Linked DNA regions of Capsicum annuum: region 1 is linked to region 2. The links are chromatin contacts, called in public Hi-C maps. All regions are on one chromosome and are shown on one strand. Each heading gives the region's core, a stretch centred on a gene start, on an enhancer-like site or on the middle of the called end of the contact. The rest is flanking DNA. Distances are from core to core; before and after follow the strand shown. Region 1 holds the start of LOC107860197 (BTB/POZ and TAZ domain-containing protein 4). Region 2 has its middle 5.6 kb from the start of LOC124896303.

What was found. Hi-C and Micro-C count contacts between places; a contact is called where the count stands out from the background.
Region 1: a contact with region 2 is called in a Hi-C map of leaf, with 4 times the contacts expected there. The contact joins the promoter of LOC107860197 here to the enhancer-like site in region 2. A contact is called at or near these places in 3 of 5 Hi-C or Micro-C datasets (leaf and placenta).

Annotation. Positions count from the first base shown.
Region 1 is chr2:144,414,638-144,417,424 of UCD10Xv1.1, forward strand. It overlaps LOC107860197 (BTB/POZ and TAZ domain-containing protein 4), which reads left to right and starts at 1,355. Exons shown (of 7, transcript XM_047407339.1): 1 at 1,355-1,592; 2 at 1,703-1,788; 3 at 2,380-2,645. The coding sequence starts at 2,397.
Region 2 is chr2:144,348,994-144,351,740 of UCD10Xv1.1, forward strand. No RefSeq gene overlaps it. Among protein-coding and RNA genes, the nearest start is that of LOC124896303, 5.6 kb to the left of the region's middle. Within about 2 kb of position 1,363, at least 5 of the 5 cell types and tissues checked have an H3K27ac peak or open chromatin away from gene starts, as enhancers often do. A contact at or near this core is called in leaf, where this site is marked.

The DNA.
Region 1 (2,787 bases), core at 105-2,604, 66 kb after region 2:
ATAAATGAATTTGAAGAATTAAATATGTTTATGATTAAGAAAATAATATTTTAACAACCTGGTATGTTAATTAGGAGTGAAGGAGGTTTTTAAAATGTTAAGTATTTTTTGAGGAAAATAGAGATAATTAAATGATACTTTTGTTCTAAAAAAATAAAAATAATATTTGTAGTCACTTATCAAAACATAACTGACTATACGTGGAAATTACCCTATAAAGGTGTTAGCGTCTCGTGAAGTGAAGGGACGGATTAACTTTTAGCTGTACTCCTTTCCATAATTACATATAGTGACCTGAAACTCGTGGAAGGTGTGCATCGTTTAGGTATTAAATAGTTATCGCTTCCTGATTTCATACTCTGAACATATTTTAATAGGTATTTATTTTATTAATTTATTTACTAATTATATAATAATAAATTTCTTTTTGATTTATTAAATTAAATAAAAAATTATGTTTAATAAGAAGTGCAAGTAAAAGAAACAAAGAGGATACATATAACGATCTCAAAATTATGAAGTTAATTTTACATATGATTAGAGTTAGTTTCACGTATAATTATTAAATTTTACACATTATAATAGTAAAATCAAACAGTTATTTTGTATTACATTAAAATAATTAAATTTTACCTACTATATAAAAATATTTTGTACCACATTAAATAAAAACTTATCAAAATTCAAAAGCTCAGTTTGCGTAATGATAAAAAATTCTCTCTCAAAATATCACTTTTTATGAGAGGCTGACTATTCAAAAGGAAAACTTGAGAGGAGAAAAAATAATTTAATTGGTAGAGATTTAATATACTCTTTCTCTTTTTAAAATAATTAATAATCTTTGACTTGACAACTTTCTTAAAAGTATTCACTAAAAAATTATTTTATTAATTATATTTTAAAAATATAAATTTAAATATATTTTTATATATATAATATATTATTTAATCATTTAATAATAAAAAATATTTAAAAAATATAATAAAATTCAGCGGACTAATAGCCTATTTTAATCAATATTCTAAAATCACCTTATTTTAAGAAGTGTTTTTCTTTAAAATATTTTTAAAAAAAGTATTTTTATCGACGAGAAGTTGTTTGTGTTTGATTAACAAGTTTAAAAATAAACAGTTATTGAACATGCTATAAAACGAAACGAGGGAACAAAATCAAATCAGCCAAGTACTAAAAATGATTTTCCAAAAAGCACATTCACTCGGTCTTTCGCTAATCCCATTGGCTAAGAATGACTAGTCAACATTAGGTGTCGCATAGGAACTGACACATATACACATCATCATATCTTTACTTTTCATTAATTAATACATACCCATTCTTAATTTAAACCCAATTTCCTTCTTCCCCTTTAAATAATCACCCTTCACCTTCATCACAACTCTCCTTTTCTCTCAATTTCCTTTTTGATCCAATCTCCCAATTGTTGCTACAAGCAGCTGGCATTTTTTGCCGGTGACTTTCAACGGCGATACTTGTTAATATATATTTTTTTCGGGCTTTGTGCCGTGACGTTTTATTTCTGTAACAATTGGGTTTTGATTGATTGGCTTTATTGGTGAAAATTTTGGTACATAGTAAGAATTTCTAGATTAAATTAGATAATAGAGATTTTGATTTAATCGCCTAGCGTTTTGAATCGAGGCACCATTGATTGATAGAGAAAATTTTCTTTTTGGAAGAACAGAGATCAAAGGGGATTTGTTTAGAACATTGAAGCTGATTTTCATTCATAATTTCTTCATACTGTTTCCCTGGTCTGTGAATTACAAGGTAATGCTCATGTAGAAATGATTGATTTTTTCAGTATGATTTCATTGTTTTTCTATTAATCCGCAAACTTTCTTAATCAATTCGAATATACTATAACAATTTTTCACATTCTTCATGAATATTTCCAATACATTTTGTGATTTTTTGATAACTGTGGTGTTAGTCCTCCCACTAGCATAGGTATCGGATAACTATGTCCACAGAGGCTAGTGCCGATGAGAAGAACAATAATACATTTTGTGATATTCAACTTTCTAAATTATGCTAGGTGTCATAATTATTATCTGAATTCAGATTTCTATATTATGATTAGGTGTCATATTTATTATCTGATTTCAGCTTTATTAATTATGATAGGCGTCATAATTGTGATCTGAACAGAATAAAAGACTAAAAGAAACCCGAGGCTATTTAGATTTCTCTTTTATTTAGGTGCTGGAATAGAAGAAAATTATCGGCTTTGTTGTTTAGGCGAACTGGAATCGCGTTGAATTGATGCCACCTAAAATTGTAATGGGCGTGCGATCTTATCTTTTTCCTAGAAATTAAAGGTTGAATATTAATGGTGGTTCAAAGTTTACAATTTGGCAGGAGGATCGTTAAAGCGAATGAACAGGAAAGATGAGGAATCTCTGCGGGTGAGAGCTGTACCAAACCCGCCTCCATTGCCAGTGGCTTTGACAAGGAGCCGGCAGGAGAGCACATTTGTAGCAAGGAAATCAGCAGTGAGAAAATACTGCTGCGCGCCAACAGCTACAAAGAATACGTGGGATTGCCTCTTTGATGAAGGTGATAGAGCCGACGTTTCAATTAACACAGATAGTGGTGGCATCCTCTACGTGCATGCTAGTATTTTGGTATGTTCTTTACCCAATTGTACTAAAAATATTTTATCTTAGCTGTGGTAATTGTTTTAAGGTGGAAGATATAGTATAACAATAGAAACATTTTTGTTAAATAGTATTTTATCTGGACATATGGTGATCGCTTAAGGTAGAA
Region 2 (2,747 bases), core at 113-2,612:
TTGCACAACAAGCAGTACACAAAAATTAAGGCATTATGTAACTAATTAAATAAGGATGCCAAGGTTCAAACAAATGGATTATGAAGCGAAGAGGGGCAAAGCGAAGCTAACTCACAGATTCAACGATTTCGATGATGGTAATCCTAATACAACAAGAAACACTAGGTCTAAAGGGGAAATTAGAAATAGAATATGAAATCTTGATGATGCATATATACGATTTAGGTTATAAAATCCTAGACAAATAGCAAGCATCAGCTAAAAGGCAGCATACTCGACGTAATCGCATTGAAAATATCAGCATGAGCACTGTTTTAGCAAAATTGCATAACGATAATTACAAGACAACCCCTAGGACCATCACGACCATCTATAGAAGACGAAAACCAGCCTTATTCATAATTACCAAACAAATTATTAACTAATTCTACGGAAAAGGAGAGGGATGAGGTAGAAAGTGATGAATTTAAAGGAGTACGAGTACATTTACCTCTTCTGGGGCAGCAAAAGGGACGACGAACTTTTAGAATCAACCACCACCCGAACGATGTTGAATTCTTCGTCTTTTGTTCCAAAAAAAAACTCCAATTACCAGCTAAATTCCCAAAGAAGAAACAGAAAAGTCACCGAAAAGAACACTGTATCTTTCTTTTCTGGAACCTTCGAACCCCAAGAGGGAAGAAAAGAGAAAAATCCCCCTTTTCAAAACCAAAAGAAAATTTTTCAACCTAGTTTCTTAAACAATTTCCCAAACGCTAGAATTTCCAACCTATTTTCGAACCCCCGGATTTCCTAACTAAAAATCTCCTAAAAGAAGAGAAAAGCCCCCCTAAAATAGTGACCTAAGGGTCTTTATATAGAAGACGAAATCGGGGGTAAATCGGGAATTTTTAAAGGAGATTTTGAAATTCGAAATTTCCATCCCCTACGGTTTCTCCCTCCAAACCAGTGCTAATTTGGATATTTTTCCACGCCATCCCAAATAAGCCAACAAATAGAAAAGAAAATTCATTCCAACCAATGAAAAATTGCCAAAAACGTACGAATTCGTACCTGTCATCCAGAGATTCGCAGGATTTGAACGTTGGGGGTGACACCTGGCTTGTTCTAGAAGATTTTTGAATTATTTCTCGTCTTACGAATGCGTGAGATGCATGGGTACAGCTGGGTCGGGTCATTTCATGGATATTAGGTCGCGCTGAAGTTGGTTCATGTTGAAAATGGGTTAGAAAGAAATGGGTCGGCGGGGATCGAGTCCTGTTCGGGTCAAAATTATTGTCGTGTTGTCGATGAAGAAGGTTATCGCGATTTGGAATTGGGTGTTGTTGATGTTGATAACTGCTTCTTTGTTGAAGATAAAAGGAGCGGGCCGGGTCAGTTTTTTGTGAAGGTGGGCTGGGGCGGTGATGGCTTGGTGATGAAGGGTGTTAAATTGTTGTGTTGGGCCAATTCTTTGTGGTCCAATTTAAAAATGGAAGGGATAGAAAATTGGCCATTTAAAGAATGACTAATTTAGATTAAAACTTTAGTAAATTTATTCAAATGCTAACCTAATTAAATATCAATTGGTCAATTGCATTGCAATCGTGGTCAATTTGATTTTAATTATGCTCATTTTAAATAAATCTACTAAATTGGATCAAAGCTCGGAATAGATTAACTACCGATTTAATCCCGAGCTTCTTGATTTAATAAAATCAAACACATATTTATCCAAATAAATTATTTTTGAGATTAAATATATTTGAATCAAGACTTTAATTATTAAATTTATTTTCCAAATAATCCTTAATTTAAAGTCCAATTTTGATAAAAATGTTCATTTAAATGACATCATTTATACAATCCTGTATATGCAAATACGAAAATATATAATTATCACTTAAATGATAAATTTAAACCAAATGCATATTTTAAAATGTGTTTATTTAGAAAAAATATTTGTTGTGGTTTTATTTGAAAATTTAAAGAAGCCCGAGATTAAACGTAGTTGTGGAGGGCAAAAATTAGGTGTCAACAAAGAGTACTGGCAATTATACAACTAATAAGATCAAGGTGTAAAATCTCCTAATAATTATACTATTGTGTCTGTGAGCAGTTAAATTTTATTAAATTAAAATTCGTACGAAATTTGAATAATATTAAATTCAAAATATATTAGTCCTGAATAAATATTGGGGATTAAAATAATTGGATTAATTTTTAAGTCCAAACATGCATGGATTTAATCAAGTGTAAACAACAGAAATCCCATGTAATATGAAAGTATTTACATAATATACTCATATACTCATATAATCATACATTCGTAGCTTTATTATACATCGTTTGATGTATGATAAAACTGTTTTTCCTACAATTAAGGAAAGAAAAATCAGAAAATATATTCCTATTCCTTAAATTACGACATTAAATACCTAATTAAGTAGTGTATGAGTTAATATAGGAACTGAAATTTAAATTTAAAAAATAACTCCTAAACATTACTGTTAACATTCATCATTATTGGAATACATTTTTGAGGAAAAAAAAAGTTGGCTTCATCTTTCTCTCATCACTGTTGAAACACATTTTTGAGAAAAAAAAAGTTGGCTTCTTTCTTGATTTCTGAAAAAAAAGAAAAAAAGATGAACATCCCCATATCGTTGCGTTATTCTGGTATCTGGGAGTCGGAAATTAGTTATAAATCATACAAAAGTGATGTCATTATTGTTTCTGAAAGTATTAACTTTCTGAAATTGATTGCG